Regions from separate parts of the Mus musculus genome. Here region 2 is linked to region 1. A link is a contact called in public HiChIP or PLAC-seq data. All regions are on one chromosome and are shown on one strand. Each heading gives the region's core, a stretch centred on a gene start, on an enhancer-like site or on the middle of the called end of the contact. The rest is flanking DNA. Distances are from core to core; before and after follow the strand shown.

Region 1 (6,071 bases), core at 2,417-4,916:
TGTCCCCCATGCTTACCTGTCAAATGAGGCAGAGGACTGTGACCCGACTGCCTGGCAGAATTGGTGTGAAGTGAAGCAGCTCGAGAAATGTCTAAGCCAAGGCAGCCTTAAGCAAGCAGTGAACTTTATTATAGAATCAGACAAAAGAGGGAGGGAGGCACGTGGCTGATCTGAGGCCACTCACTTTGGTCTCATCAAGTCAGAGCATCTCTGTTAGGCCACATGCTCTGGAAGGCACAGGCTGTGCCAATGTGAGAAAAAGGTTCGCAGTGTTCCTCAAAGTCATTGATTGAGAACGGTTCAGAAGTAGAGGACCTGACTGGGAGAGAGAGATCTTCCTCATGCCTGCTCCCGACCTGACCTGTGCAAGCTGCCTCACCTCCACAAATGTCCATGCCCTCTGAGCATTGACAAGGTGATCCTGTGTTCCTCAGAAGCCTGGTAAGGGTCAAGGGACACAAGAGCCTTTGCCTGCTACGTAGGCAATATGACAGTAAGATTTTTGAGGTCATTCATCCAGAGATCCCTTGACTGTCTTCACCCCAGTGTGCTCTGTATGTGAACTGTAAACAAGAGTCCTGGGGAGACTCATTGGGTACCTAACCACTCAGCTGGAAATCAGAAAGTACAGACTTGAGTCTTAACTCAACCACTTACCAGCCATTATTCAGGTTCCTTGACATCACCTGTAAACTGAGAACTATATTAGACATCATATAGGATGTCTGTAGGGGTAGATCATGTGTGTGATGTCCACACAGCAGGCCTGGCGGATGGTGTTCTCTCTACTGATTGGTTGTGCTTTGGTGAAGTCAGGTTATCCACAGGTCCAGCCCGTGCTGAATCCCAGAGAGGATCCTGCTCACAGAGTGTGCTGTATCAGGAATTCACATGTGGATGTGAGTTGTAATTCACCCATCTGGTGACATGTGTGGACTGTGTGGGGAGAAGCAGTGAGGGATTCGGTGAGAGCAAAGTCAGGGTAGAGAGCTTATACCAGCATTCCCACTAGTCTACACCAGGCAGAAAGAATTGAGCTGTCAGGGAAACTGTCTACCACCAGGCAGGAAGATCTGATCTGTTACGCACACTTTCTCCCCTGGCCAGCTAAAGAACTTATCTGGGTATTATCTGGGAACACGTGGAAACTCATATCTGGCCCTTCATTGCCCCAGAAGCCAGCCTTGGTGGATGGTTTGTGATCGGTGTAAGAATGTGTAGGCACTCTGCTGCTTCTGTCTGAGGGCCCTGTGTCTAAAAGGCTGGATAGCTCCATTGCCTTATGACACTGCTTCAGAAGTCTGGAGCCAGTGTGCTTCTCCTTAGGTATGAAGAATGCCAAATTTCAAAGGCTGGATCCTCCCTTTCTGCTGCTTCCTGTTGTGTCACCGCCCTTAAAAAAATTTAATCTTGAAAAATTTCGTATAATGTATGGCCACCCTTCTTTATACAGCTGCAAGCCTTTGATGTATTGTCTGTCTAAAAATAGTTACAGTGTTGTGTGAGTGTAACTAGTCTGTCTGTCTGTCTGTCTATGTATGTTGATAGGCACATCTGTCTGTGTATGTTAGTGGGCACATGGTATAGAGTATGTGAGTAGGTCAAAGGAACATTTGTAGGAATTGGTTCTCTCCTTTCACCATGCCTTGACCCTTGGAAGCATAGGTCTTCAGGCTTGGTGACTGGCACCCCTGCCCACTGAGTAGTCTCACCAACACACAGTTCTTGATTTCATTTACTCCAAGCCTGTCTAAGTCCTGCCTCTGGCTTGTGATATATTTTGGCTTTGGGGTATCTCCTGCCTATTTGATGGCATCTCTGTATGTTGACTTGGCTCTTTTAGAGGACAGCTTGCATACTCTTGGCCTGTCTTCTTCAAAGTCTTTACTTCTGAAAACATTGTCTTCGTGGCATTTCTAAATTTATGCGGCAGCTTAGCTCTCAGAGAACTGGGATATACTGTAGGCCCGTGGACTGTGCCACTAGATGGGCATGGGACTGGTGAGGTGGGGCATGCTCAAACCCCAGGAATCTCAGAGATCAGAGACTGTAGAAGTTGGGGCTTCTCCCTCCCTGCTCAAATGCCTGCTCTGGAGCACATAACCACAGCACTCAGATAATATGCCCAGGGCCCTCAGTTATGTAGCACACCATCCGGAAAGCCTCTCCATGCTAATGAGGCATTTCAATAGCCTTAGCCTTCAGCCAATGACCTTTCCTCCCTGGATATTCTCACAACCTTACCCAAAATTATATAATCAATCCCTAGTTCACCCTGAATAAAGTGTATTCATTTATATCTACCCCCAATAAAGAAATATGAACAAGCTAAAATAACAGCTGCTTCTTTAAGGATTGCCATGGGGAGGGTCTTTGCTTAAAAGAGCCGTTACACTAAGTTTCCCTAAAGAAGACCTTCCCTCTTCTGCCACCCCTGTGGCATTTGCTCCCAGCCTGGAATCCTGCCCATCCTCGACTCTACGTTCCCCTTCTGGCCTGGTGTGCAGCAGTGTCTGATGCCTGGAAGGGAGGCAAGGACCCAGATGAGAATTGGGTATTTAATTTTAAGAATAATTGGAGGTCATTTTAGGATTAGAGGTGGACCATGTCACCATCAGGACTCTACTTTTTCCCAGGAACCTTGACATGGTAGACTGTGTGGACAGAAGGGGTGAGGGTTTCAGTTGGAACAATTCCAGCCCAAGATTAACTATGGGTAAAGTGCCTGTACCACCACTACCATCACCCTACCACCAGGCAGAAAGATCTGGTCCATCAGGGAAATGAGGCACACTTTCTCCAATAGCCAGCCAAAGGTGGCATTCTGTTTGTGTCACAGGGATGGCAGAATACCTACTATATGGTGAACATAGGTATGTATCCCTGTCTCAAGAAGGAAGTACTTAACTCCTCTATGGGGCTCAGTGTCCCCTTAAAGGGCTAGCTTCTAAATAATAACTTTTAATACATTGTGGTCCCATGTTCTGAATCTCCACTTGTGGCACCTGGACACCACCGATACACTGGCTCAGGGAGGGGAGGACTGGGCAAAGTCTGGGATGGGGAGTCTGCAGTCTTTGCCTCCCTTCCAGGCGTCAGACACTGCTGCACACCAGGCCTTAACTAGTCTCAGTTGTGATTTCCAATTGTTTTCTGCATGTATTCTAGTATTCTTGGCTGCATTTCTTCCTCTTCCTCCTCCTCCTCCTCAGATAGGGTCTCATGCAGCCCAAGTAGTTTTGAACTCCTTGTGTAGCTGAGGCTAGTCCCAGACTTGGAATCCTCTGGCCTCATCTTTAAAATGTAGCAGCTAAGGATGCATGCCCCCAGTGGTTGCTTTTTCATAGCACTGCACAATGCTTTCCACATTTCTTGAAGACTTCCTGTCTTCATCTATTCTTTCCTCTTGTTCCTTCTGTTTGGTGGAAACATTTTCCCAACCAAGTGAAGCTCAGGAGGGGTCTTGAATGGTGGCCAGGGAGTCTTCCGTCATCTGCACTCACAGCTTTGAAGATCACCCTTGAGTTTTCAAGACCCACCTTCAACCTCAATAGGCTTAAGACATCTCCCAGTAAATCTTTGTGCTTTTGCTCATTCTCCATGTGCGTCAGTACTCTTAGACATACAGCCTTTCTGTAGGTCTCATTCTAGTGAGACTAAAAGTCTTTTGAAGATAAGATTTGATCTTTCCTTTCCTGTGTTATGCACACAGTGCTCTCTCACGGAAGAGCAAAGTTTGTGCATCTGCTGCATCAAGCAATGACTCTAAACAAAGGAGGGACCTTTCCACAGATCGCCTTCTCCTTCTAGCTTCTTTTTAGGTCAAATAGACCTGCCACAAAAAGGAATGATCTTGGCTAGGAGTGGTAGTAAATGCCTTTAATCCCAGAACTCAGGAGGTAGAGATAGGTGGATCTGTTTGAGTTAGAGGCCAGCCTAGTCTACAGAGGGAGTTCCAGGCCAGCGAAGGCTACATAGTAAGACACTGTCTAAAGAAATTGAAATAAATAACTACGTAGATAAAAAAGGAATGATCTTTGGGGTCATAATAGAAAACCAGTCTTAAGCATAAACTGTTGGATCAAAAACCTAGTGTGTTTCCAATCACTTTCACCATGCAATGGCTCTCATGCTCTGCCCACATGGAAACTCACGCTGTGGTTGCTGAAAGTTGATTTCTGTGGCCACCGCTTACACATAACGAAGGATATCGCGTGTGGTTATTTTAGATCTAGGAAAGTCAACCTTGAAAGCTTCAAACCTATTCAGCCAATCTCTACTTAGGAAAAAAAAAAAAAAAAGAACAGATGGAGTTGTTTCTTCAAAGCATTTGATTATCGAGCACACATTTTACGGGACCTCAAGGGTCACTGAGGTTCCTGTCTTATCACTCGAGCTGCATTCCTGAACCTGTAAAAGAAATGAGCTGCTTAGCGTGTTCCTTTGTAGCTGGCCCCCACGCCTTTGGATCTACCTGTTTTCAGGATGCCTTTGGGCAGCCATAATGAAAGGATATTTTCCTATACGGTATGGAGGCTAGTCTCCTCACAACAGCTTGGCAAGGAGAAGAATAAAATCTATTTTACATCTCCTGAATGACTCTAATTGGGTTTTGAAGACCAAACAATTCCCTTCAGTACAGCTGGGGCTTTGGGTAGCCCCAAACCAATTAACTCAAATTATATAATTTCCCCCCACCCCCACCCCTGCTCCCTAAACTTGACTTGCCTAGTTAGCAGTGAGGGGAATTAGTTCAGATGCCTCTGCTGCCTGGCACAATGAGCGAACTCAGCTGTGGGCCAGCCAGAAGCATCTTGCCTGTGGAAAGGAATAAAGGCACACTCGAGTTGAGTGGCCGTGTCCTTGGTATGGCTCTCTCCTCCTTCTACAGTGTAATTCCAAATTTGGCATAAATATATTAATGGATTATGGGAGAGAGGAAAACATCCGAGCCTTTGAATGGGAGCAAGCAAGCTTGCTCTTGGAAATGTGCAAGGCTCATTACGGCACCTAGATTTGTGAGGTGGCGGCCAGAGCCATGGGAACTGTCTGAGGAGGACTCTTAGCAGGTGTGCGCCTGCACTCCAGTGGTTGTTTGAAGGCACAGGCGTGATATTGAGAGTAGATTTCCTCTTTCTTCTTGTGTGATTTGAGATTGAGATGAGAATAAGAGAAATGATAAAATCCTGTGACAATTCTAAGTATGGATCTATCTTCCATATTATACCATTATTTACTTGTTTTATGTATGTGAGTACACCATCACTGCCTTCAGACATACCAGAAGAGTGCATTGGATCCCATTACAGATGGTTGTGAGCCACCATGTGGTTGCTGGGAATTGAACTCAGGACCTCTGGAAGAATAGTCAGTGCTTTTAACCACTGAGCCATCTCTCCAGGCCTATCTTCCATATTAAAAGTACAATGATCTTAAAGTCAGAACAAGAGTCTGACTGTAGGCCGAAAATCTTTTGCAAATTTTGTTACAAACAGCTCAATCCCCTCCCCTATTTTCTATACAACATTGTGTTCTATTATCCTTTTAACAAGATCCTTGACACAAGATCCTCGTGACTCTTAATACTGGCAAGTTACATGTAAGCCTCGTCAGTTCAGTGTTAGAAAGAAAGGATCGTTGTCAGTTCCAGCATCCCAACCGTAGGTCTCTCGGGGATGCTCACACTCACAGTCTGTCTGTGAGATCCCAGCTTCTAAGTGCTGACCTTCCAGATATCAAAAGGAGAAAAGAGCAGACACCCCTCAGTGACTCTCTTCTCGTCTAAGAATATAAAATATAGTGGTGAGCTTGCCCTGGTGTTTTCTCACACATTCCTGTCTGAGCAGATGCCGCCCTGGAAACTGTTGGCTCCTTTGACTGCAAGATTCCAGCAGCCTCCTGCAGCAGGCCATGAGAATCTGGGTGCTGGGAGTTACTTTTCAGGTCTGACTGCTCATGCAGAAGAGGAAACTGAAAGAATTGTAGTCATCTCAGAAGCGAGTAGGCCATGGTCTACAGCAACTATGAATGAAATGTCATTTTGTCTTTTGTATGTGTGTATATATTTAAAT
Region 2 (5,968 bases), core at 2,915-5,414, 370 kb before region 1:
AGACTTGTTTTCTACACTGATGACTGGGATTGGGGGAAAGGGCTTTAATATTTCTCTTCTCCTTCTGCTCTTCTCCAGGATTCTGGAAACGGTGGGCCTCATGGTGTTGATTAGCACTGGGCTGCTAGGTCCTCTCCCTGGAAGGCTGAACTTAAATAGTGTTCCAAAGGGCGCCTTTAATCCCAGCATTGGGAGGCAGAGGCAGGTGGATGAATCTCTGAGTTCAAGGCTGGTTTAGTCTGTGTAGTGAGTTTCAGGACAGGCAGGGTTTTGAAGAAAGACCCTGTCTCAAAACCAACCAACCAACCAACCAACCAACAAGCAAGCAAGCAAATGAACAATGGCAACAAACAGACAAACCCCCTAAAACAGACAAGCCAGACCACCACCTCCATCAACAATAACAACAACAACAAAAACCCACCACTACCAACAACATAAATATTCCTCCCCCAAAACCAGTCCTCCAACATCCCAGGGAAGGAAGACACTCCCCCCCCCCCCCCACACACACACCACCACAGTCAAACACAAACATACACCTAGTCACTTGTCTTAGGCCCAGGTCTTGTGCACAAGTTATTTTGTTATCACCAGCTCATGCCCCACCCTGACCCCTTACTCTTTTTCAGGAGTGTTGGTTTGTAGGAAGCCATTGGTATTTTTGTATCTGGCTTCTCTGGGTATAGGCATTTGCTCCTGTTTGGCACTGAACTCAATGATACTCAGTAAAGACAATGGGCTGGGAATACAGCTAGCTCAGTGGGTAGAGAGTTTGCCTAGCGTGCATGAGGCTCTCTGGGTTCAATCCTCAGCCCTTCATAAACCCAGAGCAGCAGAGGTAGGAGAATCATGAATTCAAGGTCATCATCTGCGACAGAATAAGTTCAAGGCCAATCTGAGCTCTATGAGACCTGCTCTATTAAAAAGAGGGAGTCGGAGAAAGCATTTGGGTGGCTTACAACAAACAAATGATACTGAGATTGTTAAAATAGTCATCCTATTTTCAAAACCATAGGAAAGAGGAGGGAAGTAAATATGCAAAACTTAAATAAAAAAATGATTCTTATTTCATTTGCTTGTTTATTGGTTCACGCATGAGCACATGCCTTGAGGTGCTTGTGGAGGTCCCAGGGCAATGGTGGGAGTCAGTTCTCTCCTTTCACCTTGTGAGCCCCGAGGACTCACAAGTCAGTCAGCCAGGCTCCACTGCAGGCACCTTTACCTACTGAGCCATCTCAACAGCCCCAGACCTGACACCTTTACTAAACTTAACTCTTAGGCTCTTGGTGACCGTAGAGGGGGAAACGATTATATGGATTCTAGGAGAGATAAAATTACATAGTTTTTGAGTTCTAAAGGAAACTTGCGAGGGATTCCTGAAGGATGTACAAAGGGCAAACGTGTTAGCAATGCCTGTAAGAAAGACATCGATGTGTTTTTTATGATGACTTTCCTGTGATGGCCCAGAGACATCACATAGAGAATCACCTTAGTGACCCAGTCTGGTAACCTTGGGGTGAAAAAGAATATAGGAAACGCCAATGTGATTGATCTAACCAGTGGGGTTGCGCGAGTGCATTCCGTGCTTCATGGCACTTTGAATTGGATCCGGGGCAGAGGAGAAGAGCAAGCTGCGGAATATACAAATGCACACGCCAGCATGGACCAGGGGCTGGCTAACTGCATCACAGAGCTAGGTCCGTCCCCAGGAACATGTGGCTCAGCTTGCTGAACTAGCTGATGTCTACATGTTGGCGTATGTCTGTGACGTGAACCCTCTCCCCTCTCACCCTTCCCTGTAGCCTCCCGTCCCCCAGCCTCAATGGTTCCACTGTTTACACCTGGATGGAGCTTGCCGCTCAATCGTTCTGCCATGCCCACTGCTGGAACCTGCCGCTTTGCTGTTCGGAGCCATACACGTGGTCACCGTACTACTGGTCCCCAGGACTATTTGGCGGGAATCGGTCCCCCCTTCCCCTCCTTCATAACTGCCTGTTGATATAGTAAAATTGAGCTTTGATCAGAGTTGGTTTTGACTTGGCTCCATTCTTTCTTCCGTCCGTTTAGTTCCTCTCTTTCAGCCTGAGCTGCCATCTCAGTTGAACCGTTCCTCACGAGCTGCTGGTCGGCCCACAACACTTCCCAACCCCATCTCATGGCCCAACACTGAGCAGAAAAGCCTCAGTAGCCTGATATCAGCTCTGTTTGGTGTTGAGAACCAGCCAAAATAGAAGAGCTTTCAAAGTCCAAAGATCATTGCCTCTTTAGGAGCAAGGGGCAGTTTTTGAAAGCTTGGGTTAGACCACCTGGGGCACAGGTTTAATTAAGGACTCCGTTACCTGCTCAGGAACAGAGCCAGGCATTCCCAGCTAGATTGCTCTGTATTTTGATTCTGTGTAGTCGCAGCTAGAATGCTCTGAGCTATGCTCTGCAGGCCCAGGCCTCTTCGGGAGGTTTTGGCTTTGGAACTCAATTAAACGGATTTCTCAAGGCCCTAGTGCTCTTCAGGCACCATGGGAAGAGGCCTTGGGTGAGTCTCTTCCCTGTCTGAGCAAGTAGGAGAATTCACACCCGTCTCCATCACATGCACAATTGTGAGGCAACGACATTTCATGTACCATGGAAACATTCTAGAAAATGAAAGTAACGTCTGGAGTTCTGCCTTTCCAGACTGTGGCTTTTCTGCTCTGCACGGGTGTGTCTTCTCTGTGTATGGTGATTACAACGATCGCTGACATTCGAGTGTAGCTTGACTTTGGGGTAAACGATACATATTTGATTGCCACAAGGCCTCTGTAAACTGTAAGAATGGGACCTTCACCTCTGGGTGGAAAGTGTCTTCCAGAGCTGAGGGAGTGGGTGGCCACTGGGGTCAAGGGTGATTTGCCCCTGTAGTCACCTCTTGCCATGTGGCCATGTTTCTTGAGAGAAGTTCCATGAGCTCTGCTCAGTTCCAAGTTCTCATTAAAAACGAGCAGTGAGGGCTGGTGAGATGGCTCAGTGGGTAAGAGCACCCGACTGCTCTTCCGAAGATCCAGAGTTCAAATCCCAGCAACCACATGGTGGCTCACAACCATCTGTAACAAGATCCATTTGTAACAAGATCTGACTTCCTCTTCTGGTGTGTCTGAAGACAGCTACAGTGTACTTACATATAATAATAAATAAATCTTAAAAAATATTTAAAAAAAAACGAGCAGTGATAGAGTCCACACAGCCTATTTCCCCAGTTCTAATAAGGACAATAACTTAGGATCTGTAAATGTGGGTGCTGCCTGTAGCGATTTAGGCAGAGCCTTGGTTGGGCATGCACTTGTGATGGCAGATTCTCTGCCATTTCTCTAGCACTTGGAAGAAGAGCCACCAAGATGCCAACCCGTGTTCTCTCTCACATAAGGTAAGAGAGTACTTTTCCAAAGCAGCTGACCTTAACCATTTCCTACAACAGGCTTTTCAGGGCCTGGACCGGCATCACCTGGAACTTGCTAGAAACTCATAGAAGCTTGGGTGGGCTGCGTGAGCTCTTCTTTCTGTCCTTCCTCCTCTCTCTGAGAGTCATGGATCTGGGACCAACCTTTCATCAGAGAATAATCTCCCGTAACTCTGTGCAGTTTGATTTTTTTCTTTTTTTAAGCTTTAGAAATTTGATTCCAATACTGGAATATCTTGCGCTTAGCCTGGAACTCTCCCTCACGGTTGCTACACAAAGGCTTTCTTTATGGAGAGGGTACTGTGGACCATCAAGTGCCTGTGTTAGGAGACGCTGGACAGCAGGACTGCTTCGCCAGACTCCAGCAAGCACATGCTGGCAGTATTCTGCTTCATCAAGTCTTTAATAGATGCCAGGGGCTCCTTTTCTAGCTTCCCTCCAAGGAGGAAAATCTACTATCTGCAGGTGTTCTCCTGGCTTCTGCCCGCCCCCGGAGCCAGCCCCATGGGAAGGGGACAGGCTTCTCAGAAATTGTGCTTTCCTGTCCCGATGGGCAGTGTTTATCTCTTCTAGAGTGACAGGCTCCTCCTCTTCCCAGGCTGGTGTTTGCCTTGTGGCCACTGAGGGAGGAAGCAGGTGGCAGGGAGTTGACCTCACGGTGCATCCCTGAGCGGGTGGGTGGATGTGCCACCAACTGTGGCGGGAGGAGGAGGGCTGATGTGGCTGATTGCTGAGTGGTTCTGAGCCACTGAGAGATAGGAGCAGCTGATGTGCTCTGGTTGGCAGAGCCTCACTGTAGACCGGAGAGGGGGTGCATTGGGGCTCTCACTCTGGGAGCTGAAGGGCTAAAAGGTTCTAACACTGTCATTCACTCTGGCATGATGAACTCTCTATGAACCTGATCAGGGGAAGGGAAGTTGAGCTGTCTAGAACAGTGTCTGGGATTTAGTAGGTTCTCAATAAATATGTATTGACTTAGTAATTCGGTTTGTCTCCAACCTTTCTCCCTCAGGCTCCCATTGGACTGACAAGGAAGGAAGCAAAATCCTGTTTCAGCAGCATGCGCCTACCTGTAATCCCAATATTTGAGAGGCCGATGCAGGAGGATGTCCAGTTCCAGTCTGGACTATACAAGATTCTCCCAAACGAACAAAGTCAATCAACCAACTAATAAGCAACCCTCTCCCTTGCTGCCCCAATAAATGATTAGTTAAAAAATAGAGACTTGTTCCTGGCTATGGTGGTCACCTGCCCTGGGGATGAATAAAACAAAACCATAGAAGGATGTCTTACTTTCTGCCAATGTGGCCAAGGAGAAGCTCAGACTGACTGATGAAATCAATGTCTGATACCAGGAACAGCAGATGAGTCAGGGTGAGGGAGGGGAACCTTCCCATCCCATCCCACCCTCCCTGACCTCTCATGCCTTCCGGGGGCTGGGGGTTCGGAACTGCTAACTCATCCTCAGATTTTTGCTGTCATTTAAGACAACAACTCCTCTGGCTTTAGTCTCTCTCTCTCTCTCCCTCTCTCTCTCTCTCTGTCTCTCTCTCCAAGAAAAGTTTGTGAACCCCCAAAAAAGACCACAAAGGAGCCAAAAGCAATCACATTAGTGTCTCTTTATTCAAGTCTAGCTTGGGCCACACCAAAGTCTCTGACAAGGAGACTAGGAGGGGGTCTTCTGAGCCCAGTTTCAGGAAAGCATTTATAGAGGCAAGAAGGGGGTATCTAGGCTGATACACATCTGATGGGGGGGGGGGGGCGTTACGAACTGATGCTGGAAGCCAAACCATAAACTTAACTTCTGTTTGCCTCCTGATTGATGGTTGTTAGGGAGTGAAATGTCAGGGATGGGCTTGTAACCTGGAAGTGCAGATTTGTTGGGGAATAACTTGGAAACTGGTGCTAGACACAGATTTTGTTGGAGGATAGCCTGGAGACTGGTGCTAGGTGCTGGCCTGCTAGTTAACTTGAGTTCAGCCTTAAGTCAGGTACTCTAAGATGGAGTCTGAACTCAAAAGATTGGTCTCTCAATACTTGCTCGTATGTACATGTCCTGAGGCCTGAGGTCAATACTGGATGTCTTCCTTGATTGCTTCTCACATGATTGTTGGTGTTATCGTCCTTGGAGATTCAAGGTCTGAGCATTGACTTGTTATCTTAAAGACCTATTTTTGACTGGGTTCAGAAGTAGAAGCTCTGAGTGAGGACAGCCTATTTCTTGGTCATCTATTCCTGCCATTTTCTTTGGCTTCCTTCACTCTCTTATTTAAAAGTTTATCCCATTCTACAGCCTCCTTGTTTTTATTGTTTCCTCCCACGATATGATGATGCTTGTGTTTCAGGACACGTGGATAATAAGACATGAATCCTGGATGCTGCTGTTGTGCCAGGAAGACCACCAAGGAGCCGCCTCTGATGTAATCACATTAGGGTCTTTTTATTATAAACTCAAGTTTGGGCTTACTCAACACTGACCCACGGGACAGACTGGTGAAGTAGCCCCAAACCCTCCTTGGAACAGGGTTTTATAGG

The links. HiChIP or PLAC-seq counts read pairs in DNA pulled down with a chosen protein or histone mark.
Region 2: an H3K27ac HiChIP or PLAC-seq map of T-cell acute lymphoblastic leukemia shows a contact between it and region 1, with 3 times the contacts expected there. The contact joins two enhancer-like sites. A contact is called at or near these places in 4 of 15 datasets of contacts at CTCF or cohesin (the NIH/3T3 cell line, embryonic stem cells and large pre-B cells), 13 of 484 Hi-C or Micro-C datasets (CD8 T cells, the G1E-ER4 cell line, Sertoli cells and 7 more), 13 of 115 datasets of contacts at active chromatin or transcription factors (T-cell acute lymphoblastic leukemia, bone marrow-derived dendritic cells, embryonic basal ganglia and 7 more) and 1 of 9 other capture datasets (embryonic stem cells).

Annotation. Positions count from the first base shown.
Region 1 is chr16:29,854,001-29,860,071 of GRCm38.p6, reverse strand. No RefSeq gene overlaps it. Among named protein-coding and RNA genes, the nearest start is that of Gm32740, 3.5 kb to the left of the region's middle. Within about 2 kb of position 3,666, at least 9 of the 459 cell types and tissues checked have an H3K27ac peak or open chromatin away from gene starts, as enhancers often do. A contact at or near this core is called in T-cell acute lymphoblastic leukemia, where this site is marked.
Region 2 is chr16:30,225,652-30,231,619 of GRCm38.p6, reverse strand. No RefSeq gene overlaps it. Among named protein-coding and RNA genes, the nearest start is that of Gm26562, 22 kb to the right of the region's middle. Within about 2 kb of position 4,164, at least 55 of the 459 cell types and tissues checked have an H3K27ac peak or open chromatin away from gene starts, as enhancers often do. A contact at or near this core is called in T-cell acute lymphoblastic leukemia, where this site is marked.